Linked DNA regions of Sus scrofa: region 2 is linked to region 1. Evidence: chromatin contacts called from public Hi-C data. All regions are on one chromosome and are shown on one strand. Each heading gives the region's core, a stretch centred on a gene start, on an enhancer-like site or on the middle of the called end of the contact. The rest is flanking DNA. Distances are from core to core; before and after follow the strand shown. Region 1 holds the start of SLC17A4 (probable small intestine urate exporter). Region 2 holds the start of SLC17A2 (sodium-dependent phosphate transport protein 3).

Region 1 (5,267 bases), core at 1,060-3,559:
AGAGCTCAATATTATGGGTGAGATTGATATATTATTACCCATCCCCCAAAAAACCCCTACAAAAAAACCAGCAGACACAAAGACTTCTCAATTCTTCTTTTGGAACTAGTATTTTATGTAAACTTATTTATAGATTTTATATTTGTTTCACTTTAACAAATTGTTTCTAAAATTATTTGCTTGTTTTTTCACACCAATGCTGTATTTCCTCACAATACCCTTCTCAACTTTAGAATTCATTTTATTATCTTAAGTTGCACGTAAATAAATCATTTCTTTGCCTCACTGCCTTCCAATACAATTTCTGGAAGCCCATTATTCAGTACAGAGTGCTATATTTTTAAATACCAATCACTTTAATGTTGACTTGATAGTAGTCTACTTCTTCCAGTAAATAAAATTGGATATATATAACATACAAAACTTATATACATAGAAATTTTAAGTAGTAGACCACTAAAATTATATTTAACCTGAAAATGTTATCATCGATAATATTTCCTTCCCAACCCTAACATTCAACTTTTATGTTATATTGTTAACTTTTCAGCTATTTACTGTTAAGTTCTTCAAAGAGAAACTTGAAAGAAAAATATCATGAACACCCACATGGTATGCATTATGGCATTTTACTTCAGTTTCAGTATCCCTCTCCTGAGAGATGTTATTCTTGGTTTCATTTTCATATCTAGTAAAATTAACAATAATTCCCTAACATCTAGTCTATTTTCAGATTTCTCTAATTTTCTGCAAATTTTTTATAGCTGGTTTTACTTTTTGTTTTCAAGTTAAATGTAATATTCATGCTGTTGGGGCCCAGGGCAGGCTGTCCCAAAATATGCCTCAATGGCATATTATTTTTTTTTTTAAATTGAGGTATAGTTGATTTATTAATTTTGGGTATACAACATAATGATTCAATATTTTTATAGAATATACTTCATTTAAAGTTATAAAATATTGGCTATAGTCTGGGAATACCTTGGTATCTCAGTGGGTTAAGGATCCAGCAGCTGTCAGTGCTGTGGTGCAAGTTCCATGCCTGGCCCTGGAACTTCTACAGGCCATGGACTTGGCCAAAAAAAAGAAAAAAAAACCCGAAAAACAAACAAAAAAACAAAAAAACTTACAAAAGAAACATTGGCCATATTCCCTGTGCTGTTCAAATATCCTTTTTTTTTTTAATTTATTTTATACATAGTAGTTTGTACCTCTTAATCCCCTAAAGCTCTTCTTCCCACTGATTTGTTTTCTGTATCTGTGATGCTAATCAATATCGCCAATCATCAGGGAAATCAAATCAAAACCACCATGAGACACCATGGCTATCAGAATGGCTATCATCAAAAAGATAACACAAATAACAAATATTGCTGAGGATGTGGAGAAAAGGGAATCTTAGAATACTCTTAGTAATGTAAATTGGTGCAACCACTATGGAAAACAGCATATGGATTATTTTCCCCCTCTTTCCCCCTGAAAATGGAAAATAAACCTTCTATGTGAAGGTATTCCTCCCTATACCAGGAGGATAGAGTATATCGGGAGTTAGGGAATCCAAGGCTAAGACATCTATATAAACGAACTTTATTACTTCTTCCTTAGCTACCCCAAGCACAAGCCCCTTTGTTGTTAAACCTTCACAAATAATTGTTTCTTTATCTAAAAATGATACATAGATAGTCTGCTTCAGTTACTTGGGGGAGTTCCCAATTCTATGAGACTTTCACGTGTATGAATTAAATTGGTGCTTTTTCCCTCCAGTTAATCTGTCCCCTCTCAATTTAATTATTAGACCAGCCAAAAGAACCTGAGAAGGATAAACGAAATTTCATCCTCCCTGCTAGTGCTAAAAATAAAAAAACAATCCACCAAAAGTATGTTAAATTCAAATTTGCCAAAAGGGCATAATTAATACTTATTTGACATTACAAAAGTGCTTAGTAAAATAAGACTAATAGGATTCTTAATGTATGGGTCAAATATATCTCAACCTCGGAGTTCCCGTCGTGGCGCAGTGATTAACGAATCCGTCTAGGAACCATGAGGTTGCAGGTTCGGTCCCTGCCCTTGCTCAGTGGGTTGACGTCAGTGGGTTAACGATCCGGCGTTGCCGTGAGCTGTGGTGTAGGTTGCAGATGCGGCTCGGATCCTGCGTTGCTGTGGCTCTGGCATAGGCCAGTGGCTGCAGCTCCCATTCGACCCCTAGCCTGGGAACCTCCATATGCCACAGGAGCAGCCCAAAGAAATAGCAAAAAGACAAAAAAACAAACAAACAAAAAAACATATCTCAACCTAAAGCCCAAGATCATGTTTGGCAGTGAAATACCAGTACCATTCCCAAGAGAGCCAGGAATATGACCAAGAAAACTTTGTGCTGCCCTCATTATTTGATGATATTTTGCGATATACTCAGGCATCTTAGTCAAGGAATTTTCCAAGCAGTTGATTTATTGCGCTGAGTTTAGAGAAACATCTAAAGAAGGAAATGAAAACAGAAATCCAATTATTGTACTGTACATTACTGTAAAAAAGTAAAAGCTTCTTTTTTTTTTTTTCTATGAGACTATAAGGTAAAACAATGTAATTCATATACTCACTAATTATTACATAGATACAAAAGCTACAGAAGTTTGGGACAAACAACAAAAATGTGCAGGGATGTTGTGAAGAAAAGTCTAAAGCTCTTTAAGAAATTTTTGAGAAGAAATGACATAATTTGTAGCTAAAAATAATCGAATTTGTGAGCTAGATGTTTCACGAATTAAGCACATGTGCCCTGTGGAAGGAGGGGGGCAGCCGAGGGTTTTATTTTTCTCAAAAGAAATTCTGGGACATGTAGAGAGAAAAATTGAATCATAGATAAATTATACAAAAATACATTTCTATTTATGTAGAAAATGTAATAATATGATAAAACCTAATGACAGTATGCTCAAAATTGTTCAGAGTGACTGATTTTCTACACTAAATATTAAGAGTCAACTCCAGGAAAACGTTAAATAATTAACACACAAGCACAAACTATAATCCAGATAGTTCGATACTCAGTAAATATACAGGGAGTTCTTGTTGTGGCTGATCAGGTTATGAACCCAACTAGTATCCATGAGGATGCCATGTTCCCTGGCACTGACAGATAAGCCCTGATAAGTGACCACTGGATTTGCCAGTACGGAGGTTGATGATAGCTTTGACAAGTGCTGTCTTGCTGCTAGTGGGCTCCAGAGAGAATAGCTTTGTATGGAGTATAATCATATTCAATTACTATGTTGTACATCTGAAACTAATACGATATTGTAAGTCAATTATACTTCAGTTGAAAGAGAGAGAATTGGAGGGTGAGGAAACAGACCACAAGTATGCCTGGGTCTTATGAAATGCTTTGCTACTAAAGGGACCAGAATCACAGGGTGTCAAGTTTCACAGAAACCTCAGCGGCCTTTGTGCAAATAGTTAAAATCAGAAAACTACAAAATCCATTCAAGTTTATATTATATTAGTTCTCTACAAATATATTAGTTCTCCACTCTGGGGAGAGCCCAGTTCTATGAAACAGGAGGATGATGGAGAGAGGACCAAAAAGGGACAAGGCATATCCTATCCTCATGAAGAATATAATAACCCTGAGAGACCCTATAGGGTGACAGTACTTAAATAAGGAGCATGGGCTGTTAGGCTCCTATAAGAAGGGGCACTGATGCTGAATGGAAGATAAGGGAAGATGGAAGTGACCATTTGGGCTTGAAGCATGAGGAAGATTTAATGAGCTTAATATACTTGTCAGGGAAACAATGAAAGCACAGTTAAAAATTAAACCATTGAGCCAGTGAGACTCTCCCCTTTGGAAACAGAAATGCTAAAACTTTGGGCTAATCATTTACCTCCTGGGGATTAGGAAATTTGAAGAAGCTTAGAGAAATTTATTTGAATGGACTGAGGACCCTGCACCCTACCTCCCTCAGGTTAGCCTTCAATATTTTGCCCTTTATTACTCTGCTTTTGAGGTGGTAGGAATGGGTTTTTCCCATAGAGAGCAGCTTAATTTGCTATTTCAGGGTAGAGATTGTGGGGATGGAGAAAGGAATTCTTTTCTGAGATAATTCTGAAAAATTAAGATAGAATGTCATTTTTCCCTCAAAGAAACAAGAGCTCCAGAACTCCAGGGAATAAAACTGGGACTAAAACCATCCAAAAAGATGGCTCAGGATTTCCCGTTGTGGCACAATGGAAATGAATCCGACTAGGAACCATGAGGTTGCAGGTTCAATCCCTGGCCTCGCTCAGTGAATTCAGGATCTGGCATTGCCATGAACTGTCGTGTAGTTTGCAGACTCAGCTCTGATCCTGCATTGTTGTGGCTGTGGCGTAGGTCAGCAGCTATAGCTCCAGATTAGACCTGTAGCCTGGGAACCTCCACATGCCAAGAGTGTGGCCCTAAAAAGCAAAATAAATAAATAAACAAAAAGATGGCTCCCAGAGACCTGGAGGCAAACCAGCAATTTTCAGTTATATTTTTAGTGTTGATATCACTCCTATATTGAAATTAGACTAGATGACCTGCTGCTTAAGATTTCTAAATTGGGCTTGTTTTTTGTGGAATATGTTAACTGAAAAAAATTGATCACATTACACTTAATGTGAATTGATTTACATTAATTGTAAGTTCTGGCAGAGTAAGATTTTCATCGGGGCTAAAAATTAAACAATGAGAATAGACTAGACCTTTCCAATTAATTTAAGTATGGGGAAAAGTAAAACAAATGCAATCCCACATGGCTTTGGGAAGTAGTTAATGAGTGAAGAGTTTGGGGCAGACAGCTTTTGTTTTGGGGGTCTAAATAAGAACCATGAACTGTTCCTAGTGCAGGAAATGTTCATGAGAGCAGACACAGATAGCATTTGATCTATTAATATCTCTGCATGGTACCTTAAGGAAGAATCTCTTTCTACAGTGAGCTAGTGAATGGCAAAAGAATAGGATGTGTTTAATGCACAGAAACAGTGTTGGCCAGAAAAACTGACAGGAACATTGATAGAAGAATGATTGGCCCACTTTCTTTGCTGATTCTTCCTCTTTTACCTGGTCTCTAAATAAATAAATAAATAAATAAATAAATAAATAAATAAATAAATAAATAAAGGTCAATGGCTTTCAAATTTGCATTTCTCCCTGGGCCATCTGTTCCAAGCTGTAGGCTCAGACAAAATATCTACTTGGCAATTTTCCCTTCGGGGTCTAACAGGCATCTCAAAGCCAAGGCATC
Region 2 (5,267 bases), core at 912-3,411, 170 kb after region 1:
TGCTTAAGACAAATACCGAAATCAGCCAGACAACCCAAACCATCCTAAAGGAAAAGCATTCTGGGACATAGTTGTGGAAACTATTTTTCTAAAATAATGACAGAAGCATGTAAAAGCATGGAGTCTGAGAAGTGGTGTAATTGCTTTACCCTTAGAGACAGTGGAATGTGTCTTAGCGCAATTATAAACATTGTCAAGGACCTTCCTAGTCAGGAGTGACACTTCTAAAAGGTAGTGGGTATTAGTGTCAAAGCTGTAAGTAGACATAGAAAAACTGAATTAAAATTAAGTACAAACTCTATATTTAAAAAATAATCTTATGATACAAAATAGAACAATATTTGGTATAAAATTAATCATATAAACCATATGCTTTATTCATAAGCATATGGATTCTTAGTCTAGGGCTCACTATTTAGTCATCATGATCTTAGATTTCCCTTAATACAGTCTGTCTTGCATCATCTAAGCTGGCCAAGATTTCTAGTTTACCCAGAGTAAATGTTACACATAGTTGAAAGGGCATGAATCTACAGTTCAAAGAGTATCCAAGGACCAAGTTCTTTTCCGTCATTGACAGTCTGGGTGAAGCAGAGCAGATTGTATAAGATCCCAGAGCTTTCATTGTTTCATAGGAAAGATGGAGATAACATTACTTCACAGGACAGTTGGGAGTGAAAACAAAGGTATGAGCTATGCCTTCTCAATATTAATAATTTTATAGTGTAAAATGTCATTCATATTAACAACAGACAGAATAATAAATAGTCACAAGACTGGCACTTGGGTCCACTCCGATTAATAAACACAGGATTACAGTAAATGACCTGTCTTTCCACAAAAATGCTTTTGCTTTACAAAGTTGTTTTTAAACATTTTCTTTTAAAAGTGGGTTCTTCTGGACTAGAATCCAGAAGATGGATAATGAAGGGATGCATCTCACTACAAACACCAGACAACATGGGAAGAAGTCATTTCTTCCAGGTTAGTAAAACCGAGGCCCATTTTATCATGTTTATCTGAGAGACTGGTAATTCTGGAATAAAACTAGTTGTTCCAGAGATCATTTACATCATGCTATCAATTCATATGAATTAATTAATCATGAAAAAAAGAAATGTACTAAGCACCAAGAGTGGGTGATCCTACAAGGCAGGATTATGTCAAAATTAAGGTGCACCTGGGGCCCTGCCCACAGGAGACTCACAGCTCCTCTCCCCAGGAGATAAGCAGGGGTGTCTGCTCTTCTTTCCTCCAAGCAACAAGCTCAGGCTGTGTCTTCCAGGCCTGTGTGAGTCTATCTATGCTATGGAATTGGGATTTTTCTCTGGGCAGGTTGAGAGAGGGCACCTTCCCTGGATCTTCCTCGCCTACCACAGGGCTTCCCACCATAGAACTAACAGGCACTAATCATAATCTGTTTGGGCACCTTTCCTCCGTTGTACAAGGAGGGCAACAGACCAGGTCATCCCTACAAGTACACAAGTTTTCTTGCCTTAAATATTATTCACAACTTTGCTCATATTTTCCTTTTTCTGAGAGACAATTTCAACTACACACAGAAATCTGAAAAGGCTCCTGAGTCACAATCTCCAATCCCAAACCTTGTTAGTTCTGATCCAGTATTTTGTTCCACAGCCAAAGCTTCTCCAATTCATGGAGGTGTCACAATTAATACTCACAGAATCCTTGGAGACGTGACCATTGTTCAGAGTTCACTGTCACCAGTAGCCTTTCAAGCCTTGCTCTAGGGTCCTGATTGAATTGATTACTTTTTTTTAGAAAGTCTCTTCACTTAGCAATGAAACGATTAGCAGATGGAGACCCTTAGGCTGCTGATAATGTTTTTTTCCTCTGACTTCCCCTCAAATTCTTCTCTCCCCTTAATGGAGCTCTGATTGATTAGTAATTATCCTCCAACCCAAAAAGAAGAAATGCACTTACCTTCACCATTAAACCAGTATTGTAAGACCTAGACTATAAGGCTACCTTGAAGAAAGAAAGAGTTTTCATCCCTTCTTCACTTTCAAATAATTCCACAATTTCACAAGGATAAATAATGCGTCACATGGCAGGCAGGTTTAGCCCTACATCCTCAGAGCAGAGAGTCTGGGTTTGGTTTTGCTGCTTAATTTTTAACTTCATTTTAAGTTCTCACTGATAGAATGAGTATCTCAAAAGATGACACTATGTTTTGCTGCTTTGAACTCTGCATACAGCTTAAAATGTCAACAAGCCTTTTTCCTGAAAGAGCGAGCAGGCATGGAAGAAAGAGCAGGGCTCCTGGAACTGGAGAGAAGTCAACCCCATCTTCACTTCCTAGTGTTTTCTGTCTCCTTGGACAAGTCATTTAAGCTCTTTTGAGTTGGTTTCTCCATAAGTAAAGCAAGGGTTATAATGCTCAACTCATGGGGATATTGGGCAAGTTAAATGAAATACATATGCTAACTGGTAGTAGGTCCTCAATAAATGAGATGTTCCCATTAAAGAATATTGTTAAATCAGCTAGGTTTTCTTTAAGCACTTGGGGCCCACAGCTTAATAAATGTGAACTTTGACCACTCTGATATCTTCCCATGAAGCTACCCTGCAGGCTTCCTTCCTGTTTCATATCTGTGCTCTTTCTAATCCAGTCTCGGCTCGAATCTTGATATTTGGACTTGTTCTTAATTTGTGATTCTTAAATTTTGGACTGTGGCTGCTACTGGGTCTTCCCAGCTTGATTCTCAACCCTTATAAAATGAAGTCTTGCTCTTTCTGCTTTTATTAGCTTCAAATTGCCTTAGTTGATTTTCCTTGCCTGAGTTAGTCTCGCCACACTCCCACAAGGAACCTACTGGAATTTTGCTACTTGGTTCCCCTGTATTAGGGCTCTGCTGCTGTAATCAATTACCACAAACTTAGTGACTTAAAACAACACGTATTTACAGTTCTGGAGGTCAGATGTCCAAAATGGATTTCACTGGGTCCAAAATCAAGATGTCGTAGGGCTACACTCTCTCTGGAGGCTTAGGAGAGAGTTTATTTCTCTACCTTTTCTAACTTCTTGAGGTCACCTGCCTTCCTTGGCTCATGGCTGCTTCCTCCATCTTTAGAGGCAGCAGTATAACATTTTCAAATCTTTCTAACTCTGGCACTCCTACCTCCCTAAGAACTTTCTATAATTATATTGGGATCATTTGGAAAATCTAGGATAGCTTTCTTGTCTCAAAATCCTGAAGTCAGGAGTTCCTGTCGTGGCTCAGTGGTTAACGAATCCGACTAGGAACCATGAGGTTGCGGGTTCGATCCCTGCCCTTGCTCAGTGGGTTAACGATCCGGCGTTGCCTTGAGCTGTGGTGTAGGTCGCAGATGCGGCTCAGATCCTGCGTTGCTGTGGCTCAGGCGTAGGCCGGCAGCTACAGCTCCAATTAGACCCCTAGCCTGGGAACCTCCATATGCCGTGGGAGCGGCCCAAGAAATAGCAAAAAGACAAAAAAAAAAAAAAAAAAAAAAAATCCTGAAGTCAATCACACAGGCAAAATCCCCTCTGCCATACAAGGTAACAGTCACAGGTTTCAGGGATTAGGATGTGGAACTCTTTAGATGGCATTATTTAGCTTACCACAGTCCACTTGTGAAAAGTGAGGAAATAAAATGGAGAACTGAAACAACAGTGCCTTCCTTCCTATAACTGAAAATTCTGGTTATGACTTATTGTAAAGTCATTCCATACTTGGTCAGTCAATGAAAATAGTTAAAAAAGAGGACAAATGAGAGTTTTTGTTTGTTGGTTTGCCTATACTGTGCCAATGAAAGTGCAACATTTTCTAATTTGTGCAAAAGTACAGCATGACCTGGCAGCAGCCCTGGTAAAAGAAATTGCCAAGACTGGATCTCCACAATAGGACTAACTGTAATAAGGAAAGAGTGATCAACAGTGTCCAGTGCCATAAGATTCAAACTATATTCTTCAAGTTTCATATTTTGTTTAAATAGTGTAATCCTATAGTTGGATTTTGCAAGCTCCCTGAAGGAATTTTGTGTATTTTGAGAAGTGCTATATCCACAGCACTTGGCACAGTATCTGGCCTATCATGTGTGTTCAATAAACATTAGTTTACTCAATGGATGTATTCTTGAGATATGCTTGCCATTAAAAATCAAGATTTATGTAGCTGATCCAAATCCCTTAGTCCCCATCATGATTTTCACATAACAAACTGTTAAATCAACTCAGTGAGCTTCCACACTTCAAGAATATCTATAACTTATTTACAAGTATCAAGAGGAATGTAACAGAAAAGATCAGAGTCTTAAAAAAAATTCTCTCTGATCTGGCATTTACAGCTGTTTCCAATCAGAGCAGTACAATTCCACTTGAGAATTTACTGTGTTCCAGACATGATGCTAGCTTCTGAGATTATCAGTTTAAAACCTAACCCATAACTTCACAGAGTTCAAAGTCCACCGAGTGAGACTATACAAAAAGACAGACAGCTAGGATGAAAAGTAATCAGAACTAACAATATGAATGGGCACAGACTACAGAAAGAACAAATAAGGACCCCTGTCAACACAGGACTGTCAGAGAAGGCCTCCTGGAGGAGGTGGTCTGTGGTCAAGTCTTCATAGATGGTGTGAAAAGGTCAGTAATATAGGGGAAGGACCTTCCAGAAAGAGCAAGGTCATAGAGGCATGGTGTGGGGAATAAGAATTGTTCAACATCACTGGGGATTAAAGTACAAAGGCATGAAGGAAATTTGGTCAACTGACTGGAAAAATGATAAACATTAAAAAAAAAATCAATTGCTTTTCTCAATAGTAGAAATAACTAGCCAAGAACAGAAATTGAAAGAGGATTTTCATGTTCTCTAGCAACAAACACTCTAGAATCTTTAAGAATTATTGAACAAGAGAAGTATGACTTGAAGAAAATAATACAATTTTATTAAAGGACATAAAACAAGGAGTTCCTGCAGTGGCTCCATGGGTTAAGAACCCGACTAGTATCCATGAGGATGTGGGTTCACTCCCTGGCCTCACTCAGTAGATTAAGGATCAATCCCGTTTTGCCTCAAGCTGCTGGGGTAAATTGCAGATGTGGCTCAGATTAAGTGTTGCTGTGGCCTCAGCTACAGCTCCGATTCATCCCCTGGCCTGGGAACTTACATGTACCACAGGTGTGGCCATAAACAAAGAAACAAAAAACCAGTAAAGGACATAAAACAAGATCTGGATAAATGGAACTATATGCTGTATTATTAGATGGGAGAACTTAATATCAT

What was found. A called contact is a pair of places that touch in the nucleus more often than the background predicts.
Region 2: a contact with region 1 is called in a Hi-C map of liver, with 2.4 times the contacts expected there. The contact joins the promoter of SLC17A2 here to the promoter of SLC17A4 in region 1. A contact is called at or near these places in 2 of 5 promoter capture datasets (fetal liver and liver) and 4 of 47 Hi-C or Micro-C datasets (liver and skeletal muscle).

The regions. Positions count from the first base shown.
Region 1 is chr7:20,487,979-20,493,245 of Sscrofa11.1, forward strand. SLC17A4 (probable small intestine urate exporter) reads left to right here and starts at 2,310. Exons shown (of 14, transcript XM_021098409.1): 1 at 2,310-3,965.
Region 2 is chr7:20,661,337-20,666,603 of Sscrofa11.1, forward strand. It overlaps SLC17A2 (sodium-dependent phosphate transport protein 3), which reads right to left and starts at 2,162. Exons shown (of 21, transcript XR_002345599.1): 1 at 1,945-2,162. It overlaps LOC110261475 (a long non-coding RNA gene), which reads left to right. Exons shown (of 4, transcript XR_002345602.1): 1 at 1-686.